Regions from separate parts of the Sus scrofa genome. Here all the other regions are linked to region 2. A link is a contact called in public HiChIP or PLAC-seq data. All regions are on one chromosome and are shown on one strand. The core of a region is the stretch at or near the end of the contact, and the rest is flanking DNA. Distances in the headings are between cores, read along the strand shown.

Region 1 (4,697 bases), core at 1,524-4,023, 230 kb before region 2:
GTTTCTTCCTTAAAGTTTAGAATATAAACCCCAGGAGAAATACCCCAGCATTTCTCCATATCTATGCTAGCACCCAGAACAATGTGGAACACATAAAATAAATATGTATTGGTTTCAACTGGTTTTTCTTTACAAAGCCCTCTTGCCTAATTACCAACTGGTCCCCCAAAACTGACAATCCAAGGCCTTCTGACCTTAAATTTGATAACTTTATGTGTGTGTGTTACACAGTGGGGTTTTCTTGCTAATGAATCTCCTGTGGCATCTGTTTCAAAATGAAAATGTATTACATTATTGGAAATGCTCTCGGTGTACAGAAGCTGTATAGAAGTGAAATGCAGTTAAAGTCTGGGCTCTTGACATTGCATTGGCAGAGAAACATCAAGCTGGACTCAGTAAAAGAAGAAAGTGGGGATGTGCATATTTACATCCAATACCCCAACCCAAAGCCTTATTTAACTTCCCTTTCAATGTTTCCTTATTCTCAAAAGTGAAAAGGAAGTGCTCTGGGTAGGACTGCTGGTTTGATTCAGTACTTTGGTAGGTAAGAAGGGGAACTAATGAGTAATTGCTACACCATGGAAAAACAAAAGAACTGAAAGGAGTACAATTTTCCTGCCTAAATAATCCAGCCCTTTCATCATAAACTGGTACTATTACATGGATAAAGGCCAGAAAAATACTTATTATAAATAATTTTTGTAACCAAATCAACAAAGCACTCTACTATAGGTCAAATGCTAGAATTTGGCAATAGCTACATTATACCAACCTTTTCAATGTAACACTATTTGGTGTGTGTGTGCGCGCACGCTTTTTAGGGCCGCACTTGCGGCATATGGAGATTCCCAGACTAGGGGTCCAGTCTGAGCTACAGCTGCTGGCCTATATGCCACAGCCACAGCAATATCAGTTCTGAGCCGGTCTTGTGTCTTTGACCTACACCACAGCTCACAGCAATGCTGGATCCTTAAACCACTGAGCAAGGCCAGGGATCGAACCCACAACCTCATGGTTCCTAGTTGGATTCATTTCTGCTGTGCCATAATGGGAATTCTACAAGAGTATTTGTTGTAATGAGATTTGGTGGGTTCCATCATTAAATAAATGTTATTCATATTTATAAAAGTATACAGATCAACTCATTCCTTGGCTTCTCCATTGCACCCCTGCCCACTTCTCCCATGGTCAATATTTCATTAGGAAACACTGTAATACTCTACCATTACTAAAGGTTCTAGACGCCGTCATTTACTACACCTTCAACATGGAGAAACCATCAAGGTGTCCACTTCTCCAGGTGACCTTTCCCAAACTTGTATGTGTGCCCCAAAGCTAGTTGGGAATATGCTCAGTTTTGGTGCAGTAGAAGGTTCGTGGATGTATAGTCGGAAGATCAGGGCTCCTCATGACCTGGCTCCACCACTTCTCTGTAGGACATTAAATGATGCCCTGGGTCTCCCTGAACCGAGCTCTCCTCTTCTGTGAAGGGAGATCTTGAAGTCCTGCTTCACAGACATGATATGAGAATCACATGAGACCTGAGAATCACATGTGAAATTCCTAATATATATAACCAAGCACATAGTAGGTGCTTAATAAATTGATGTCAAAGGTAGATTCTGAAATACAGATCTAGAGCTGCTAAGTTGGAAATTTTCTTTAAAGAAAAAAAAAAAAAGGTACCAGCTATGGCTTGTATCCCCACGTCTTTGTTTTCACATCTTCAATATGGGAAAAACATATGCCATATAAGTGATAAAATTAAATGAGGTAATAGTAAATAGCAATACTAAGTGATGCATAAATATAATATGTTATTATATGTCTATAAGAAGGGGGTTAGCTAGAGAGCAGTTGTCAAAACTTCCACTAACTGGTCCTTCTATCCTAATCAGACACTCACACCTCTTTGACTCTCTCTATCCTCTTCAAAGGCCCTAATCTTCAACAAACAGAAAGAAGCTAGACAAAGTCTTATAAGTTAGATTTCCTAGGTTAAAAGACAGTTTTTCCATATTAGAAATCGATGAAATCTCCCTCTAGAAGGCACCTGCAGTTTCTCATCTACATTATCTCGTTTAATTCTAGAAAAGACCCTGTCAGGCAGGCACCACTATACCTCTTTTAAGGGATGAAGAAACCAAGGATTGGAAAGATCAAGCAACTTGTCCACGGCCACACAGCCACTCTTCTCAGCGAAACAAGCTGCATTTTCTAAGACCAGCCTAGAAGAGGGACTTTGGTCCATGAATCCTCCAACTCCTGTATTTACTACCTCAATTCCTCATTCCCTAAAAGCTCATTCTCAGTGCCCTCAGAACTCTTGCTGCTGCCAGTAGATCCATAACTCTGGAGCTCAGAACTCAGACTCAGGAGCGGGAGATGGCCCTGGAGAAAACAGGGTCCTGCTCCCCTGGGTGGCTTTCCTTGACGGGCTGTCTCCCTTTCTCCCTCCTGCTATCCGAAACTTGCCTGTAGGTGGCGCCCTGATTCGCGGGGAACTTGGAGGGCGAGGACGCGGGTCACCAGCTGCCTCCCCTCAAGGCCAGTTTAAATAGTCCCTTGGCTGCAGCTCAGCACAGGAACCCTGGTAATGTGGTTGTGCCCTTCCCCCGCCCGGTCTCTCTTCCTCTCCCCACTGCCCCTCCCCTCCCCTCTCCCCCACCCCCACCCCCACCCCCCCGTGGCTGGCGCGGTGCAGGAGCTGTCTGCCTGTGCTTCCTCAGAGGTTGGGCTCGGGAGCGGATCTCCAAGCGCTCTAGGCCGAGCTTGGCGCTTCTGGGCGGTGCTTGGACCCCTGAGCCTCGGCCTGCCGACGGCCTCCCCCCACACCCCGCCCCACTCCTTCCCTGCACCCCCTGGTGCTGCAGCTGTAGCGCGGGTGGAGGGATGGAGGGGAGTGTGACCCTTGAATGCTGCGCGGGGCGGAGCAGCTTTAAAAACTTCTGAAAGGCCACGTTCAAAGCCTCCAAGGACCGAACTTGGGCCGGAAGGCGGTTTTCTTGGAGGGGCTTGCAAGGGGGCGGAGGGGGTGCACCTGCAGGGCCGGGAGCGCGCAGCCTGGGAAGAGGGTCCGGGTACCCGCGAGCCCTGAAGCCCCGGCCCCGCACTCGCCACCTAGCCTCGGCCTCCTCCGCCCCAAACCCTAGCCCCCTCGGGGGAGCGCGCAGCCCCTCCCCGGCCTTCGGCTTTCATCCTCCCCGCCGGGCGGCAGCGAGGCGGGATGGGAGCCTCCTAGGGCTGCGCATTCACCGCGGGGTCTTCCTTCCCTCCGGCCCCTCCCCAGGAACCCGAGTTTTCGCAGCAAAGTTGAATTACCGGATTTTAATTCCAATCCGCCCGAGTGGGAGATGGCTGAGGAAGGAGAATGTTTCGCGACAGAGGAAATATTCCCAATTTACCTCTTACCCCCATAAAAAGCCCTGGGGAGGGTGAGAAGGAAGGGAAAGCGGGAGGGGCCCGCGCTGGAGGAGAGGGGGCGAGAGTGGCACAGTGGCGGATAGGACGGTGGCACGGGCGGCGTCTGGAGTCGCCGCCGTCGTCGCTGTGCTCTCGGGTTGTGCCATCTGGGGTTAGATGGGGAGGGGCCGCCGCGAGCCAGGCCCGCTCTTCTCGTCCTGGGAGCGGATGCCGTCTCTCGCGGGGCCGAAAGCGAAGGGCCAAAGGGGTTTTCATTAGTACCGAATTATGAGGATCATCAGGCTCCAAAGTCCTTCCTATGGAGGCTCTTGAATGAATTAGGTAAATGATTTGCTCCACTGGTAGTTTCGGAAGAAGACACTTTTCTCAGAACTTCTGAAATGGAGCGCTTTACCCTGGGACCAAATGCCGGCAGGGCTCCTTTCAGGACGGTTTCCACTCCTTCGGTCTCGCTGGGTGCGAATCACTGAGTCGGTTAGTGGGGACACGTGGGAGAGGTAGATGTGAACTCGAACAAAGCGGTGTGACTTAGTTAAGGAAGAAAATGAGCTACTGAAAATAGAGGAGTTTAAAAATAAACTACATAAAGTTGATTATTTTGCTTGAAGTCCGTTTCCTTGATCTGAGAAAGTAAAATAAGTGAGAGTTGGGTTTTACTTTTTTTTCCAATTAGTTGTTTATTACATTTTCTCAAAGGCCTTGAAAGAATCATTATAGTAAGTTTTTAAGGACAAATGGTTGCTGGCATTACAGACAGAAAAGATGTGGCTCCAGGAGAGTTTAGTTGCAACATTAACTCTCAAATTTAGCATCAACTTTATGGATCTTTTTAAAAATAGGGACATGTTTTTATTAACTCATAACTACAGGAGGTAGGGAACACCAAGAAGGAAAGAGACCAAAGGAGAAAGAGAGCAATGGAAACTAAAAGAGGCGAGATTAACTGTAACAGTCTGGCCTTCAATGACTCCCAAGCCGACATCCTAGAGCACTGCACATTTCTGGTAGTTTTTACCGAGGATATTGGTGGGCCTGGTCTCTCCATGCTTCCCAAGAAAGAACAGGCTTAAGCAAAATGTGTCCCCTTTTGTGAAGATCTAGCTCTTGCTTAATGAAGTTGCCCTAATGGAAAAAGGGGTTCTCCTGCTCTTTCTGGCCTGAGCCGATTTCTCTTCCTTAAAATTGGTAGATGTGCTCAGCCTGCCCAGCGCTAGAGTCAGAGAAACAGATGATCCGTCTGTCCGCAGTGGCCTGAGTACCTTGCCCTGGCGTTT
Region 2 (4,380 bases), core at 738-3,237:
TTTTCGAATGTGCAAAATATTTCTGCCATCCATCATTTCAGCTGGCACTCATTTCTGGGGGGCCTTTTATGTGTCAGACACTGTCCTCAGCTCTTATTATTCCGACGAGCCTCTGTGGTGTGTCAGCCAGGGGATCAGAGGGGTGATTGTCTGCAACTTCTAAACGCTGCCTAAGACTTCCCACCCAGGAACCAGAGGGATGTGCCTGTCTGTCCCTTGCCAGGCCCCATGAAGGGGGACGTAACACAGAAATAAAGACCTTTTCTGCCTTCCTCTTTCCTTCTCTAAGTTCCCATGTGCTTTTAGGTGTGAACTTAGTATATTTTCAGTCCCTGGCAGTGGTTTAGCATTAGAAAACTGAACAAGTGCAAATTCACAGTATCTCTTTCGTTCAGCAATTATCAAATCCTTGGCTGGGCCAGGTACCCTTGGAAGGGCTTGGGGAATAAGACGAGAGTAAGAAAGGAATTCTTTTCTTTTGGAGCTCAAATTCTCATAGGCGTTCGTTGTACCTTAGTACAACATGGTGTAAGTCATACTGTGAGAGATGTATGGTCCGCGAAGCGGGATGGGAGAGGAAAAGTTTAATGCTGGATTGAGCACAAGGAAGATTTAACAACATTCTGTCTTTGCTTTGTGCCTCTAGAACAGAAAATACATGGACGTGATGTCTCCTTTTTTGCCTGATCAGTTTTACCGTATTGACATGTTTTTATCACTCTTCATCATCCCAAAAGAAGTATTCTGTGAGGTCCCAAGCAGAAGGGAGCAGAATTGAGGTTAGGGGAGCTAGATACTTGGCAAAGTAGCAAATCCAGTACAAAGTTTCCGTTCCTGCATCACGCAAGCTTGTGGAAACAGAGGCTAGTAGGTAGGCATTAGGATTTATTTTATTCCTTTCCCCAGTGATTATATTGATAGCGAAATATCTTTGTCTGAGTACTCCAGCAATATAGCTGTAGGCGCCATAAAAATGCATAGATAGATGGCCACCCGTTCAATTAAGAGGTCTCAATCCAGCCTCCTGTATGGAAACCCTGTCTATTTTAGGTTTAAATTTCTGCTCATAAATTTTTTAGAAACCAAAAGAAAAATTGCTTTTCAAGGTTAGGTTGAAGTCTAAGTTTCCTTAAAGAAAAAGCAAACCCCTAGATGGGAAAAATAAATTGATAACCCTAATGTACTTCCTCACAATAGCATTTCCAGTGCCATCATTTAAACACAGTTTAAATAATATTCTCTTCCTTGTAATGTACAGATCTTCTGGCTTTCATTCAGGGACCCAGAGAAAGTCACTGCCATGTGTGTGGGGGGAGTGCTCAGATACGAGAAGAGCATCTAGTTCTGTGCGAGTGGATTTTTTTATCTGGAGCCTCTAATTATTTCAGGTGGTGGGAATCAAGTGACCGTGTGATAACTGTCCCCAAAAGTAAGACAAAAAGTTACTTAGGCTTCTGACCTCTCTCTACCAAGTATGTAAAAGAGAAAAATAAATGAATTGTTATTCACCTTCATGATAGTGTTTTAATGCAAATGCTTAGGAAAGAGATCTTTTCATTTGTATCAATTATGTATGGGTAGAAATTAATTTCTGATTCTGGTCAGCTGGTTGGCTCCATACCTAACAGCATCGATGACTTTTTGCAGCCCTAGAGAAAATATCCACGAGTCCTCAACGTAGAATTGCACCGGGACAGGGTAGTTTTGTTCCTTGTTGGTTTAAAAATGAAACAGCATTAAATGGCCCATGGTGAAAAATACTTACTAAAGTTTTCAGATCATTTAACTTTTCTTGTAGATCTTTGGCTTTCCCTATCCGTTACCAGGATGGTGTATTTTAGTATGCGGTCCTTGAGTGGCTAACAGTGTCTCCAGCTTTTGAATAAAACTGGAGAAATTAAATTCCGTTTTCAGTTTGGCTACATGCCTCCTCCTCCAGTGTTTGTGTCTGAGCTTTCACAAGAGTGCTGCGGCCCCTTTCAGACCAACTCTGAGCTGTTTTCCTGCTGCTCAGTCGTTTGCTGCTTGTTTGCTTCTTTTTCTGTGGCTGGGAACGTTACACTTTCTCTGAACATACCTGTCGCCATCTTTTGTTGCTGTCCATGTTTTCTATAATTATGCTATCTTTTATAAATATAGGGTGGCAAATGTAAAAGAAAATTTAAAAGAACAAAGAAGTCCATCTTTAGATTATTAAAATAATTTTTGGTGTTTCTCATTGTTTTTTAACCTTAATATTAATAGGTAAATATCAGAACAGTAATTGGCTATGGTATATTTAAATTAATTGAGATTAAAAATATTTTTTCCTTTTCTTCACGAAGAAATGATTACTCAGAAAGATATTAGACCTAGCAAAAGAACATCGGCAAAGCTATGATATCGGAAGTTAGGTTTGCTAGTCTTACTCCAAAGAAAATGTTCTGTTTGGCAAAATTTTATTTGTCTATTTTGGGATATGACCAGGAAGAATTTTAACTTTCCCTACAACAAACTTAGATATTTTCTTTATAATTTTAATTGTGGATATTAAGGGTTTAAAAATTTCCAGTGCAAAAATAATGATGGTATGCTTTTTCGCCTAAAACATGTTTAGTTACTTCTAAGAATGTTTAAATTTTTAATTTTTAATGGCAAAATTACAGAGTATTCCTTTAGAAAAAGAGAAGGTAATCATGCCATCTTTTTAAATCACCTGTTATAAAAGTAATATTAATTTTTGGACTTAAAATTTCACCTATGGTCCAATATAAATTTGCATTCCAGTTTTCAGTGCAGACTTTGGATTTAACTTTGTGGTTCATTCTCAAGAATTTCTCTAAAATTTTTTAACCTGTACTGCTTTTGTTTGTGTTTTCACTGTGGCTATTCTTACATTATGATAAAAGCTACCACTTTGCCAGACTTAAATAAAAACTTATATTTTCACATTTTCTGCTGTTTGAACCCTTGATTCAATCTAGAATTTTTGCTGTAGTCATCAGGTTAAGAGCATCTGAAAAAAATTTTAAATAGATGTTTTAAAAATAGTACTTCCCGATAATTAAAATCTTCATTTGCCTAAAAGCAGGGAGCATTTCTAAAGTAATAAATTAGCACTTCTTGACCTAGGGTCATTCGTAGTGCTACTTCTTTTTTGCAGTATCTCCAAGGAAGAGAATGGTAAAGCTATAACTCTGTTGAAATAGAAGTAATATTTTCAATTTAATCACAGTTAAGTGTCATGACCTTTTGATCTTGCATTGAACTTCTTGCTGAAATGTGGTCAAATTTCAGACAGCTCCTTCTAACCCTGTGAAGTCAAGGTTAAGTTCAGAGTCAGGCTTTCCACAGATACAGAGGTTTTCCTTAAAAAAAAAAAAAAAAAGTTTTTCGATAATGTTATATACTGTTTCAAGTCTCAGAAAAGGCTTTACGTAAAAAATTCTGTCCTTGAGCTCTTCTGTCTGACCTTTTTTTGCCCGTAAAATGAATCACAAATATACTTCTAATTCTGTGAAATTTTTTGATCTAATTTAGTTTCATCTCATTTTAAAATTAGATGGCATTTTATTTGAAATTATCCCAGTTAGAAGTTACAAAATAATTGAATTAGTTTCTTTAGCTGGAAAATGATTGTATTTGTTTAAATAAAAAATGAATGGAATCCCATAAAGGTGTGCAAGAACCTGTTTTCGCTCACAAGCTCTTTTAGGATCTTCCAAATGCATCAGGGTGAGAGAAAAATAGCACCTAACGAAGTGGGGGAACTGTGTATCTTTCAGAAAGACGCCTTTGAGTGATCCTGTTCTTTTAAGTAAATGCACTAGAATATTAGGATTCTAGTATTTAATGGTGTTAGTCTGCGTAGTCTGTTGCTGTAATACAGAGCTAAATATCAACAGAACTTGTTTCTGTTGTTTGGGTTGCTTTTATATACCAGCTTCAAAATATGTTTTGACACTTTATTATGTTCTGAATCAAGCTTCAGATGTGTGTAATGAAGGATGAAGTCTTTATCAGACTCTAGTGTATAAATAATGGAGAAGAGCAGTTTGGAAATGGTCTCTCTCTGTCAGAGGATGGTTTCTGAAGAGTTTCAAGTTATGATCTGGCACAGGCCAAGCGCCACTGGAGGTGTAAACAGAACCAAGTCCTCTCGGAAGGCATGGGCCGCTGAGGCTGCTGTTTTCCTCCCTTTTCTTTGCTCTCCTCTTTTTTTTCCCGTCATCATGTCACTTCTGCAACGGTCTCATTCCTCGTGTACATGCTGAACCTTTTGAGAAAGTCTGGCACCTCTGATCCACGTTCTTTCACAGACCCTGTAATTTTTGGCTGTATTTTTATGTTTTTCAGATTCAAGTCAATCTGAAAGTCCCAGCCAGCCAAGTGACGCTGACA
Region 3 (4,652 bases), core at 1,054-3,553, 200 kb before region 2:
CTCTTTTTTTAACTTTTTGTCTGCACATCTGTGCAAAATTAGTCATTCTGTCATCTGTATCCTATTGCCCTTTATGTATATCTAAGTTGGACTTAGCGATTATCACATTATATTCTTATTTACCTTCGTGTCTGGTCTCTGTCATTGAACTGAAAGCTTCTTGGAGGCAGGGATAGTATCTTATTCTGTATATCCCAGCTCTTGGCACATTCAGTGTACCTAGAACATGGTACATATTAAACAGAAATGGTATTATTATTGTAGCTGTGTATTGACCATGCATAATGTACTATGTAATAAATATATGTTCTCTGGATATGTCCCGTTTTTCAGATGAGGAATCTAAAGTAACAGAGTTTAATTCATCTGTTGGAGTCACATTGTAGGACCAACATTAACACCTAAATGGGATTCCAAAGCCATGTTGTTGTTGACTAGATGGAGATGTGAAAGGTCTCTTTGGAAATGGTGCTAAACTACCATATTAGATTAAGTTAATGAATTATAGACATTGCAGACAAAACTCACTGTTACCACCAATTGACAAGGCCTGGCTTGCTTCGCATTAGGGATTACTCAGACTATAGCATTTACAGAGCAATGCAATACAAGCTGATACCTCTTGTGCATTTCAAAGGCTCTTAGCTCTTGACAAAACAGACCTCCATTCTCACATTAGGTAGATATCCTATGTTACAGGTGTTATGCAACCATCTCAAGATCACACAGCCGGCCGAGCTCCAGCTGAACTAGGCCTAGAACTTTTTTGGTTACTTAAAAAATTTATTTTTCCTTTTTCCTTAAGCCACTACATTTCATCAAGTGTATTTCTAGGGCAAAAGTATCATACCATGCCAAGTGGAAATGTATGTTCAGTGGAGGAGGCCAGGATTAAAATGCCACAGAGTTTCTAGAGCCAGACAATATCCGAATCTATCGGAGGCAGACCAGAACAGCAAATGTTGCCTAACACCAAGGGCAGTCACAATATAGTACCTCCTAGTAATGCTGCATCAGTTACCTGGTTGTAAAGTGCAAGCCTAAAGCCAAAAATGTGGTTCAAAATAGAATAGGAGGATTCTCTAACTTCTGATTTAACTGCTCGAGGTTCTGTTATCAATTAATTAGGTAACTTCACCAAGGACAGTTAAGAAAATCAGGCAACCGCCAAGTTGCTTCCTATTCCTCTTGACTTCTTACTGGATAATTTTTATCAAGTGAGCTTAAGCACACATTTTCCAGTCACTCAGTTATTCAGCAAAATGTCCTAAGCTACTTAACTGATGCAAAGCAAACACATTAAAAAAAAAAAAAAGGCAATACCTGGTTGTGATGCTTTCCATTTAAAGGGATACTTCCCTTGCACCACCACTGCACCAATGCCTAGTCTGTTGCATAAAACAAACACATAAAAGGTTGACACTGAAATATCCTGATCACCTGATCTTAAAGAGTCTGGATTAATCATATAAGACGAATCAGTGAAATGAAGGATTTGATGTTTCAGCAACTGGGTTTTAACCCCCTACCTCCTTTAAATGTTGAAACAGGTCTCCTTTGGGGGGGATGGGAGGTGGAGAAGTGCATTAAATTTTGTGGAACCCAGGTTTTGTAAGGATATTGACCAATTAAACGCTTGCAATTACATTCGAATTTCACTGCATCTCCTGCTTTAAAGGAACAGCTTTATTCTTGAGGGAGCCCACCTAACCATTTTTATGTTCAGCCATCTGCAGAGAGTAGTGGCAATGCTTTTTCCTTTCTGAAGCTAGAGTAGAAGCTTTATTTCACTGCAAGTTCTCGGTGACATTTTGCACTCTCTTGATTTAATGATCCAAAGAGGATCTTTAACTCTTGGTCTACACCAGTGCAAATAAAGGTTAAATCTCTCACTAACCATCATGAACTAACCTAATAACTCACCAGAGGCTATGGAAAAAGAAACCGAGAAAGCAGGTGTGCAGACTTGATTAAAACGTGCAAAACCCGCACAACCGCAGGCAAAGGTATCATAGCCTCACATCTCCCTAGTACCGGCTGCGAGGTCCGCAAGCAGGGGAACTCCTACTGCGCCAAAAACACGGTCCTGTGAGCGGGGCCTAGTAACACAGGGGCTTTTCTTCCAAACGGTGTCCCGACCCGAGCTTGCGCTGAATGTCGGGGCTCCTATTGGCCACACGCCGTGGGGGAGGAGGAGACTGGCGGGGAGAGAGACGGGGGGAGGGAGCGGGGGCAAGGCCTTTCCCTGCCCCCTCCGGGCCCCCTCTGCAGGCAGCCCCGGCGCCCCGTGCGTGGTTACTATGCAAATTGCAGCGATTGCGGAAATAAACAAGCGGGTAGTGAGAGGAGAGAGGGACTGCGAACCGATTGCAACTTCGGCAAAGTCTCGTAGAATCCAAAGCACACAAGGCAAAACCAGAGAGAATCTGAGAACCAGCCAGCCCGGGTTGGATCGCTTTCAAAAGAGGAGAGACAGTGAGAGAGGCAGAGAGCGCGCATTGCAATTGCAGAAGCCTCCTGATTTGGAGAAAAAAAAAAAAAAAATCTCCAAGAAGCCTGCAATTGGCCAACAGCTTAAAAAAAAATCTCTTCCGGGTTTTCAACGGTTCCAAGTTTATTAAGATATCTTTTTAATGCAAAAAAAAAAAAAAAGGGGGACAACAAATGAAGCAATTCGTCTGAACATTTTAAAGTTTCTCACGTACTCTTTTTACATTGCAATGGTACGTGGTACATCTTAAACTTTCTATTTTGCGTTTATACGATATGCGTTTTATAAACAACAATAATGGTAGAATGGTTTTGTTAATGGCTAAGACTTAAAATTTTCTCTAGCTTGCATATGCACTGACGTGATTGCTGGGTAAATGTCTATTGTGATGGTTTTGTTTTAAAGATGTAGCTTTGTGGATGGCTTTTATTTATTTATTTTGCTATGTGCATTAGGGACTGGGTTTCCTTTTTTTTTTCTTCCTGAGATTTGAAAAAAATTGCTGAGCTTGACAGATTTTTTTTTCTCCTCCAAGTGCTTGCTCGGTTCCAGAAAGGGGAGGGGGGGGAATCCTGTACGTGCTCGGTTCTGTAAAAAGACGTCTGGCCTCAGCAGTCAACCTAACCCGAAAAGAAATGTCTGGACCGGAGAGTAATTGACGATTCGATCCTCTAATCAATGGGACAACCTGGGAGATTGACTAGAGCTTTATCCAATCATGAGGAAGCTTGGGTGTACACTGGCTCGCAGTAGCCAGAGGGGGCGGGGCAGACAAGATCTGAAGTTCTCTGCGGCTCTGAAGGGGATGGTGTGGTTCAAGCTGTCAAAGCTACAGGCTCTTCCGGATTTAGCAAGCATAATAGGAAAGAGTTTTCGAGTTTCAGAAAAGAAAACCTAATTGGTGTAGTTTTGTTTTGTTTGCGTAAATCGTATGCCTTCTTCCATTGCCTTTTGGGAAAAGTTTTTTATTTTTTTTAAATTCTTCTACAGAAATGTTTAACTTTGCATGAATTATTATTTGTAAGTTCAGGAATGTTGTTAAGGGTTGTGGAAGGTGAGATTCAGCTTTTAAAAGTATGTGGCTTAAAAACTATGGGACCGTAGTGAGCTTTCGGAAGTGATATATTGCATACTTAGCATTGCAAAACTTCTTACTCTGATTATCTTAAAAGCTTTGGCTTTTCAGGTACTTTGAAGGAATAGACAAGCCTCTCTTCTTGAACTCTAAACAACAGTTTTAAGGGAGAGAGAATGTTTCACAGGTGTACTGACAGCTGTTTTGTACATTTGAAAGGAAAAGGGGGAGAAAGAGGATGTTTTTCTTGATTTTCCTTGAATTTTGCTGCTTAGACATATGGTCAGTAGGGACCTGGATATTGAGACTGGCCAAGTTCACATTTCTTCTTGTTACCACAACAACCCCTGTGGAGGGTGTGTGTGGAAGATTGCTGACTTGCTAACTCTTAGCTGGAGTCTGGCCTCTTGGACAAGTCTTTGACACCAATCCAGTGGAAACCAACTGCAGTAGCTTGTCTTGGAGACAGTAACTGGCAGACTGTGACTAAAATATATCCATTTCTTCCTTCCCTCTGAGCAGTGTAGACAACTAATTCTGTTGAGAAGTGAATGGAAAATAATATAGGCTCTTTCCCATCTTTGGATCCAATTCCCTTAGAGCTGTTTCCCAAGGCTTTAGGCCTTCTAATCAAATCTGGCCTGGAAGTTTGATGTAAGAATCTGCTTGGATGCTCAGTTCAGGTCCATGATTCAATTTAAGCATATATGCATATAAGAAAAATCTGCACACAAGTGACTGCACATCAAAAAAACGAGAAAAGAAAAATGTTGGAAATGCTAGTAATAAAGTTAGTCTTGGTAAGAACTAGTAAATGGTGTTGTCACCCATGAGCCCCAATCTTATCTTCACTGCTTTGGGCATTAACATGTAAATCATATTAATAAGATCTTCCTATTAAGTAACCTCCAAAATTAGAGGTATTTGAGATGTACATATAAGTGAAATCTTATTGACGTAATTTATATATCTAAGAGGATTTCACTAAAACTGGCAAGGTAACATTTCTGCAAATAAAACACAGCAAATGCAAGGCTGGGCTCTGTGCCAGGAAGAATATGGATAGCAGAGAGCATGACAGGAGCC

Evidence for each region. HiChIP or PLAC-seq counts read pairs in DNA pulled down with a chosen protein or histone mark.
Region 1: a contact with region 2 is called in an H3K27ac HiChIP or PLAC-seq map of skeletal muscle, with 5 times the contacts expected there. The contact joins two enhancer-like sites. A contact is called at or near these places in 3 of 47 Hi-C or Micro-C datasets (heart right ventricle and skeletal muscle) and 2 of 2 datasets of contacts at active chromatin or transcription factors (alveolar macrophages and skeletal muscle).
Region 3: an H3K27ac HiChIP or PLAC-seq map of skeletal muscle shows a contact between it and region 2. The contact joins the promoter of NFIA here to the enhancer-like site in region 2. A contact is called at or near these places in 1 of 5 promoter capture datasets (liver), 4 of 47 Hi-C or Micro-C datasets (brain, heart right ventricle, psoas muscle and 1 more) and 2 of 2 datasets of contacts at active chromatin or transcription factors (alveolar macrophages and skeletal muscle).

Annotation. Positions count from the first base shown.
Region 1 is chr6:151,250,022-151,254,718 of Sscrofa11.1, reverse strand. It overlaps LOC106507659 (a long non-coding RNA gene), which reads right to left. Exons shown (of 2, transcript XR_002345466.1): 2 at 3,313-4,045. Among named protein-coding and RNA genes, the nearest start is that of NFIA, 23 kb to the right of the region's middle. Within about 2 kb of position 2,773, at least 41 of the 83 cell types and tissues checked have an H3K27ac peak or open chromatin away from gene starts, as enhancers often do. A contact at or near this core is called in skeletal muscle, where this site is marked.
Region 2 is chr6:151,023,823-151,028,202 of Sscrofa11.1, reverse strand. It overlaps NFIA (nuclear factor 1 A-type), which reads left to right. Exons shown (of 11, transcript XM_021097780.1): 3 at 4,336-4,380. Among named protein-coding and RNA genes, the nearest start is that of NFIA, 200 kb to the left of the region's middle. Within about 2 kb of position 1,987, at least 7 of the 83 cell types and tissues checked have an H3K27ac peak or open chromatin away from gene starts, as enhancers often do. A contact at or near this core is called in liver and skeletal muscle, where this site is marked.
Region 3 is chr6:151,227,424-151,232,075 of Sscrofa11.1, reverse strand. NFIA (nuclear factor 1 A-type) reads left to right here and starts at 2,303. Exons shown (of 11, transcript XM_021097780.1): 1 at 2,303-2,723. The coding sequence starts at 2,634.